Regions from separate parts of the Mus musculus genome. Here region 2 is linked to region 1. The links are chromatin contacts, called in public promoter capture Hi-C maps. All regions are on one chromosome and are shown on one strand. Each heading gives the region's core, a stretch centred on a gene start, on an enhancer-like site or on the middle of the called end of the contact. The rest is flanking DNA. Distances are from core to core; before and after follow the strand shown.

What was found. Promoter capture Hi-C pulls out the DNA fragments that hold promoters and counts their contacts.
Region 2: a contact with region 1 is called in a promoter capture Hi-C map of pre-B cells, with 2.2 times the contacts expected there. The contact joins the promoter of Kdelr3 here to the promoter of Pdgfb in region 1. A contact is called at or near these places in 2 of 39 promoter capture datasets (hematopoietic stem and progenitor cells and pre-B cells) and 1 of 115 datasets of contacts at active chromatin or transcription factors (pancreatic cancer cells).

Annotation. Positions count from the first base shown.
Region 1 is chr15:80,012,910-80,017,536 of GRCm38.p6, reverse strand. It overlaps Pdgfb (platelet derived growth factor, B polypeptide), which reads left to right and starts at 2,560. Exons shown (of 7, transcript NM_011057.4): 1 at 2,560-3,601. The coding sequence starts at 3,539.
Region 2 is chr15:79,513,891-79,518,285 of GRCm38.p6, reverse strand. It overlaps Kdelr3 (KDEL (Lys-Asp-Glu-Leu) endoplasmic reticulum protein retention receptor 3), which reads right to left and starts at 1,878. Exons shown (of 5, transcript NM_134090.2): 1 at 1,646-1,878. The coding sequence starts at 1,736.

The DNA of each region.
Region 1 (4,627 bases), core at 1,311-3,810:
CCAGCACTTGGGAGGCAGAGGCAGGCAGATTTCTGGGTTCGAGGCCAGCCTGGTCTACAAAGTGAGTTCCAGGACAGCCAGGGCTACACAGAAAAACCCTGTCTCGAAAAAAACAAAAAAACCCAAAAACAAACCAAAAAAGACTGCTGCTTTAAACAGCCTTGCTCCCCTGCTCCACCCCTCATGTCTGTTCCGTGTGCTCCTTCAGGACATGGAACAAAATTCCTTCTGGGAACACCATCTTTCAGGGGACAGAGCATCTAGATGTGTACTGGTGTGTAACACTCACAGAAGCACTGTGCAAAAACGCCTCCTTATTGGGGGTTAGAGAGACAGGTCATGGTTAAGAGAAGCTGCAGCTCTTCCAGAGCTGCACATACCTGGTGGCTCACAACCAACTTCAGTCCTGGTGGATCTGACGCCCTCTTCCGGTCTCTCTGGGTACTGTATGCATGCATATAATGCACAGACATACACACGCATACATACACACGCAGACAAAACACCTACACACACAAATCTAATCAATCAATCAATCAATAATAAAAATGATGGACCCCTGGAGTCCAAGTTGTGGCCCCATAAATTACTAGAACTGTGTGATCTAGTCCAAGTTGCTCAGTCCCTATGTGGGCCAGTCTCCACGGTGGTAAGATAAAATAACAACATATCTTATAGAAGCTCTGCAGGGACGCAGGGTCAGCTCATTGGTGGCTCTACCACTGTACTTACAGATAAGGACATCGGGCAAGAGCAAGGCCAAGTTCACCCAGCTGTCTGGAGGAAGTACTTTTAAATATCTAAGTCTTCTGACACGGGGGTCAAGTGTGTTGAATTATTTCCACCCAAACAGGGCTATCTGTCATCTTGTCTCAACATATCTGTCTGTCCTGGATGATGGTCCTAGGGAGGAGTCTCTTTTGTATGCTTCCTGCCACTCTGTGAGGAGGGCAAACCCCTTTCACTGCATCAAGGTACTGCACGTATCAGTTTAAAACCAAGTTCATGTATATGTGTGTGGTGTGTGTGCATGCCTGCGCGTGTGTTCAGGTGACTGGAAAACCTCCAGTGTCACCCTTAGAAACACTGTCAATGTCTTTTGAGATAGTGTCTCTCATTGGCCTGAAGCTCACAGATTGGTCTAGACTGTCTGGGCGGGCGGCAAGTGCTAGTCTCTACCTTCCCGATGCCTGTTTAGATGAGTTCTGGGACTGGACTCAGCTCCTCTTCTAAGCATTTTACCAAATGGGGGTCTCCCCAGACCCCCAACCCAACCTATGGAGCCCACTGTCACAGAGATGGCAAACATTGCCAGCCCCCTCTCATTTTCCCACGATCCTCTGCAATTCTTCTTCTCCTCCGGTTATGTCTCCGAGTTACAGAAGAGGAAATCAAGGTACCATTGGTGAGCTTAACCTACCTTAGAGGTCACCTGCTCCAGGCTACCTCCCAGCCACTCTGCTAGCTAGTCATTTGGAAAAATGGGGTACCTGGAGCCACGTGTAAAGAGGCCCGAGAGGTTCTTCCTTATCAGTACCACCTCATCCAGGGCCATGAGAGGCAACAGCACCATTCAGTGGATATGGGGATACAGACCAAGTGGAGATGACAGGCAGCAGAAGTGGATGAGGGCAAGGTGCCCTAAAGGCAGGAGGCATTGCAGTGAGCCTGCCGGTCTTGTGGTGGGTGCTGGGCTGGCAAGCGTGCTTGCGTGTGACTGTGTCACTGTGACAGTGTGACTGCTGAAGGCAGGGACACAGCAGTTCCCTGAGCTGGGGGTGGAAGGTGTTAACTGTGAGAGTGCTGGTGTGGGTGGGTAGCCTCTGGGCCTGGAACTGGGTGGGGGGCAGAGAGGGGTAGTAAACACCCTGGTGACTTGAAGGCAGCATCTTGGTGGCAGTCCTTGGGAGGATGGTGCAGGGCTGGGGGTGGGGTGGGTTGAGTGACTTTGCAGTTCAACAGACTCAAATTCAGCTTATGCTGGCATGGCAGCGCATGCTGTGTGCCAGGCGACAAGCAAGGAGAGGCAGACCCAGTTTGTAGCTGAAGGGTTCCCGCTGGCTGTGGGTTTAGAGCTTCAACCTTGGGGCTGGTGTGTGGCTGGATGTTTTCTGATCATTCTGACATTTAATCCACACACTTTGTCCCCCACTTAGAGAATGTAGGGTGAATCACAGAAGGAAAGTGACGTGCCCAAGGTGACCCAGCTATTTAATTAGACTCAATGGAATCTAAGCTGCCAGGTTGCAGATGTCTGGTTCTGGGGTTCAGGGGCCACACTCCTGGCCTTGGTCCTGGCCCTGCAGACAGGCCCCTAAACACTGTGCTAATGGGTGGGGCCGCAGTTCACCTTCAGTTCCTGCCAAGAGGCTAGATTCACAGTCACAGGGGCTGCGTAGTTCTCAGAGACCCCTCAAGCAGCAGTCTTTGCCTGAGGACCTCCCTTGGTTCCTGCCCCCTCCCGGCGCTGACTCCGGGCCAGGAGAGGAAAGGCTGTCTCCACCCACCTCTTGCACTCTCCCTTCTCCTTTATAAAGGCCGGAACAGCTGAAGGGTGGCAACTTCTCCTGCAGCCGGGAGCAGCCTGCCTGCCTCCCCCGCTGCCTCCCTGAGGGCTTCCCTCCGGCCGCCAGCGCCCATCTTTCTCCAGAGAGATATTTTGCGCACACACACATACACACACGCGCAAAAGGGAAAGGAGGAAAAAAAAAAAAAGCCCACCCTCTAGCTTCGTTGCAACGAGAAAGCCGGAGCAGCCGCAGCTCGAAACCCGCAGAGGAAGCCCAGAGTGGCGAGCGAGTGGGTAGATAGACAGACTGACCCGAGCCGCGTCCACCTGTCGGCCCGGACCAGCCCAGCGCGCAGTGGGCGCGCCGCGCTCTCGGAGCAGCCGTGCCCGCCGCTTGGGCCCTGCGCCAGGGCGCACACGCTCCCGCCCCGCCACCCGGCCCGGGCGGGAGTTTGCACCTCTCCCTGCCCGGGTGTTCGGGCCGCCGCTGCAAAGCCAACTTTGGAAAAAGTTTTTTTTTGGAGACTTGGGCTTGGAGGTCCCCAGCTCTGCGCTTTCTGATCTGGGGGTCCGTTCCAGAAAATGTTGCAAAAAAGCTAAGCCAGCAGGCAGAGGAACACGCCTTTAGCGGGCGAGTGAAGACGAACCATCGGCTGCCGTGTTCCTTTTCCTCTCTGAGGTTGGAGTCCCCTGCGCGCCCCCACACGGCTAGACGCCTTGGCTGGTTCGCGACGCAGCCCCCAGACTGTGGATGCTCGCGTGGGCTCGGGATCCGCCCAGGTAGCGGCTTTGGACCCCGGTCCCTTGTCCAGGTCCTCCCCAGCCCCCCAGCGACGGAGCCGGGGCCGGGGGCGGCGGCGCCCGGGGGCCATGCGGGTGAGCCGCGGCGGCGGCTGCAGCGGCCTGATCGCCTGATCGCGGGGGACCCGAGCGGAGCCCACCCTCCTCCCCAGCCCCCAACCCTGGCCGCGGGGGCGGCGCGCTCCGTCTACGCGTCCGGGGCCCCGCGGGGCCGGGCCCGGAGTCGGCATGAATCGCTGCTGGGCGCTCTTCCTTCCTCTCTGCTGCTACCTGCGTCTGGTCAGCGCCGAGGTGAGTTGCGACGGCGGCTAGGGCTGGATCCTTCCCTGGTTGTCCCAGCCCCCACGCCTGGCCGCCCCCTCCTCTCCCTGCAGTGAACTTTGGAGCCTTGCAGCGCGTGAGTCAGGCGCCGGGCACTGGGTGGCCCCAAGGGCTGGGAGGCCAGGTCCGGGGTGCTGGGCTCCTGGGGAGGAGGCAGCGGTGGGTTTCTTTCCAGTGGACCAATCTAGATCCCTAAAGCTTTTAGTGTCCTAGAAGGTGTGTGCTGCCCTGCCCCCTGCCTCAGGAGCTAGAGATCTTAAGCTTCCCGGTTAAGGGGAAAAGGTGAGGTGATATCTAGGGTGTCTAAGGCATCGAGACCTCCTGTGTCCTCCTCAGAACCAGCCTGGGCTTTGGTTCTGCCCAGGACCCGGCCTGCCCTAGAAGTATGTGCCTTCGAACTCAGGATATCCAGAGATCTTTGGCAAGGGTTTTGGTCCCACCCTAGCTTCTGCACTGGTCTAGAGTGGGCACCTTGGGGTCATGCTGGACGATCCAAAAGCACCTTGTATCTTGGCGCAAGGGGTCCAGAGAAAGAGAGACGGAGACACTAGAGAGACAGGCAGACAGACAGACGGTAGGTTCAGACGCTTGGAGTAGAGACAGGACTGGAGGTGGGGCGCGCGCGCGGGGGGGGGGGTGTTGGTCTGAAGGAATCTAGCCCCCGGGGCGGTGTGTGTCTGAGGCCCAGCAGTACCTGCGCCGGCACCCTACGAGAGGAAGCACTTCTCTTCCCCGCAAGCAGGATGCGGAGCGCACGCCTGCAGAAGCCTAGCTGCAAGGGCGGTCGGGTATGGAAACGTCTGCGGGAACGATCAGGTCGGATCAGTGCCCCTACCCCTCCCAGCCTCACGTAGCAGTGAGTTGGCAAGTCTACCGGGAATCCAGGTGGGAAGGGGGCGGGGCAGGAGGAGGCGCGAGCCGGAGCGAGGCTAGGGCCAGGAGAGCGGATTGCCCGGGTCCTGTCCCGCCTTCTCCTGCGGAGGTCTAGACTCTACA
Region 2 (4,395 bases), core at 629-3,128, 500 kb after region 1:
GACCTGAGTAGAGCCTAGCAGGGAGACAGACGAGGCCATAAAGGAACTCCTATAGGGGGTGACACAGATGGGGAGGCGACCTAGACCAGGTGGGGCTGGCTGTGTTGCCCCTTCACCAAGCCCTTGCCAAAGAGGCACCTGCCCTATTAGGACAGTCTAGGCAGCAGCTTCATGGGGGATACCTGGCCACTATATCCTCCAGTCCTCTTAACCTTGTAGGCTCAGGGTTCTACCCATAGTGGCTCCACACATAAACACATAAACACTATCCCTACCAGAAGCCCAGGAGAAGAGAGACACCGTGAGTGAGTCCCTCTGACTGATAGGGAAACAGAAGCCCCAGGCTACACAACTCAGCAGGACAGTGGGACAGTGGCCAGTGTGTCTCTGGCATTTGGGGCTGGCACCAGCTGCCATTTTTCTTTCGCCTACAGCAACGCATACTGATTTGCTCCTCCTGTCGCTTTCTGCTGGTCTCTCAGTAGGTCAGCTCCCTAAGGCAGGGCATTGGGGTATCAGGGCACAGTGTCCCTCACAGGATGAGGGAGGAGGTAACAAGCACTCCCCCAATCCTACCCCGGACCTCTAAAGCAAAGTCACAGGCCCAGCAAGCAGAAGGGCCGTGAGAGACGATCTCTCAGGCAACTGACTACTACAAACCCCCGGTAACGTCTAATTCAGTCCAGAGCCACTGGATCCAAAATGTGTCTGATCCATACTCAACCAAGTCCCTCTCCTGATCAGCCTCCCAGGTGACATCTCAAAATGCTCTCAACCTCCATTTCCGGAGTCTCAAGAGACCTGCTGAGCCTCTGCCTCTGCTCCTACTTCTTCGATGGTTTCCTTCATCCTGGATCCCGAATGTGACCGGAAAAAGCCTTTCACCATTAGTCCATCCTACCTTCTGGATTCCTCTTCCTCCTGTGTCCTTCCCAGGACATGCCCTATGCCCTGTGGCTTCTACGTATTTGCACGGGTGTTCTCAACACCGTACCCTGTACCTTGAGCACATACCCTGCCCATCCTCTCTGTCCACGTAGCCCTCAGCTGCTCTCTGCCTCCCCAGCTCTGGTAGAGTCTGAGCTCACACTCAATTGCATGCCTGGGACAGGCAGGGAACGCTAGGAACGGAGATGGCTGAAAGACAATGGGCAGCTTCTTATTAACCCGGGGACTGAAATCATCAACCCAGCCTCCAGATATTTCCCATCCCAGCAAGGCCGCTAGACCTGTAGACAAATCGCGAGCCCCTCCAACGCCTTCCACTCAGAGCCAGCTCCACATCCCTGGGCCAGGCTGATATCACCAGCTGGCAGGAAAAGGCTCTCTCTGGGGAAATAAAAGGCAGGAGAGAATGAAGACTCGACGACTAAGGCGACTTCAAATATGGTCTCCTCCCAGGGGAAGGTCCCCCTCCACTCCTCGCCCAGCAGCCGTGATACTGCCAGCTGCCCAGTTAAGGATAGGGCGAGAAGCGTGAGGTAGGGCTCTTCATGGAGACAGAAGCCACGCTCCCTCATAATCTCCCGGATCCTCTGATGTCGAAAAACTTCGCTGAAGTTTTTGGAAGCGCGCGCGCCCGGCTTCCCTCTGAGCCTAAGTCCTCACCATGGTCCGGTCCCGCCCCGCCCCGGGCGCCGCTCACCGGCGCAGCTCTTGGACCTCCAGATCTTCACCAGGAGCAAGATCATAGCCAGGAGGTGGCTCAGGTCCCCGAGGATTCGGAACACGTTCATGGTCCCGCCCGCCGCTCCCGCGCCGTGTCGCGCAGAACTTCCCAGGGAACTTTCTGTTGCGCGGGGCGCTGCCACGTCCCCGTCCCTGCTCCTCGCGGTGCCCCAGGCCGGTGCCGCGCCTCCTTGCTGGCGCGCTCCCGCCGCGCGCACCCTTGGCCGCGCGGTGACGTGGCGGGGCGGCCAGGCGCGGGACAGGAGCCAGGAAGCAGCGCTTCTCACGTCCCCACGCCGACAGGCGGGGCAGCTTACACAGCCGCTGCTGGCCCAAGCCGAGCCCCTCCCTCTCTGGTCCTGCGTAGGCACCAAGTGTTCCTCTCATCCCCAGAAACCACAGTCAGGGCCTGGCACTCACTTCAAGTCCTGACTTTCATAGCTCTGTTGGGCCCTGGGTGGTGGAAGCAGGCTTTCAGCCGCGGAAGACCTCCCAGGTTGGAACTCCCGGGAAGTGGTGCTGAAAGGAGCCATCACCTGTTAAACTCTGAGATAACCTGAGCTAGCTCTGAGATAACCTTGTTGATGGTTTCCGGTGGGGAGAGAGGCTGACTCTGAGTCCCCTTTCTGGGCTTCAGTATTGACTACAAGGGAGATGCTAATGGTGTAAAAGAGGCTGAGTGTGTTGGGGATGCCCACCGCCTTCATTTCTGCCCCCCTCTTCTTCATGTGGGAAGACACTGGAAAGAACTTCACTGACCAGGAAAAACTCCAAGCACGGCATAGAGGCAGGCAGGATAGAGTAGGAAGAATCTTAGGTGGGCTGGAGGCCTCCATTGCTATGTGAAGCATCCTCTCTGGGCACAGGTCTATTAATCTATAGCTATGGAACCGATAAACCAAGGGCCTTTCTGCCTTCTCCTTGATCCCAGCCCCCCTCCCTCCTGTAGCTGGTTTCTTCCTAAAGAAATGGCTTCGTCTGGCTCCCTCTGTGTGCAGGAGAGGCTTCGGCAGGATGAAGATCTGTTGCTTACGGTGTTCGCCAACTCTTTCCTGGCCTCCATTGCTTTACCATTACTCCCCGCACAAAGCAGTTCTGGGAGGCTTTGCATGTGACCAGTAGCACTGCCTGGGGGGTGCAGCATGGGGGACCCTGGGCAGCTTGCTGTGAATCTACACACACACACACACACACACACACACACACACACACACCTTTCCTGGGGAGATGAAACACACTTGTCTGCTCACCCCAGATAGGGAGCCCACGACAGCCTAAAGTACAGATAGTACCAATATCCAGCTTCATGAATTAATGAGTTTTGCTGGAGTTACTTAGAGGAATATGGGTGAAGGGTTGCTTACAGGAGCAGGAATGACTCAGAGACAGCTGCATCACCAAAGCCCACCCAGCATGGGTGACAGCTCACCAAGCTGGGAACCTGGAGCTCTTCCCACTGCCTGCAGGCAGCTCAGCAGGTTGGAGAATATCCTTCCCAGGTGCCTCAGTTGGTCTAAATCTCTCGAAGGCTGCTCTTCTTGTTCTGAGTCTTCTTACTCCCTGCTTACTCTGGCAGGGAGGAGCCTAGGGAATCTGCTCAGTTTCAGGGAGTTCCTGAGACTATTCTTGTTGTTGTTTACCTCCCTGCTTAAGGAGCTACCCAGCAGGATAGAATGTTTTAATCTCAGAGGAAGCTTATATAAAACACACAGAGACAAATGCACACTCACACAGACATACGTACACATGGACACACAGACACACACAGACAGACACAGACAGATGCACACACAGACACACTCAGATACTCATACACACATACAGATGCACACACACAAAACACGGGCACGGTATAGGCTTGAGGGACACCATCTCAACAATGTGCCCAAGTAGGGAGGGCACTGCCATTCTCACACCACACACAGAATCCAGGGCCCAGAGAGGTGCTATCATTTCTGATGATCACACAGGACATCGTGTCAGCCTAGAGCCCAAGGCCCAGCTCCATAGGGTTGGAATTCTCAGCCCAGAGAGGTGGATGACCAGGTGTCAGCAAAAATTTACACCAGACAAGGAGCGTTCCTGTGATGAGGGCCAAAGGGCTTGCGCATCTGTGGGAGGTTTGCATATATTTCGGGTGCTAGGCAGCACATTAGACATACTGGGCAGCCCTTCCCTGTGCAGCCTTAGAGCCCAGGGGGCAGGGAATGGACCCTGAGGTCAGACAGGTGAGGTACATGGACCACGGCTCTCTGGGAAAATAAATGGCCCTCAGTTCCCTGCCTAGATGTCTCCCCCAAGCAATGCCCACAGAAGGCAGTGGTTATTTAAATCTCTCAGGTGAGGCTACCCAGCCAGCTGGCATCTCCTTCCAGCGCCCACATCCTCCTCAAGCCAGAGAGAACGAAGCACATGCAACACATCTGTCCGGGAAGCAGCGCAGCTGTGGGCGGGGCCTGAGGCAGGGAAGGGGCTGAACCTTCCCCTTCCTTTAATTCCTCCCAGGAGACACTGGCAGGGGGACGGGCCAAAGTCGGGAGGCCTGAGAAGTGACCATCACGGGGGCAGAAGGGAAAGAACAGGCTGGGAGGCTGCAGGGCTTGGTCCATATCCAAGGTCTGCTACTGTGCCTGTGAGCCTGCGCATGCCCCTTCTCTGGGCCTCAGCTTGCCTGTCTGTTAAATGGGGGAAATGGAGAAAGAACAGCTGAATGCTTTTCCATGATTC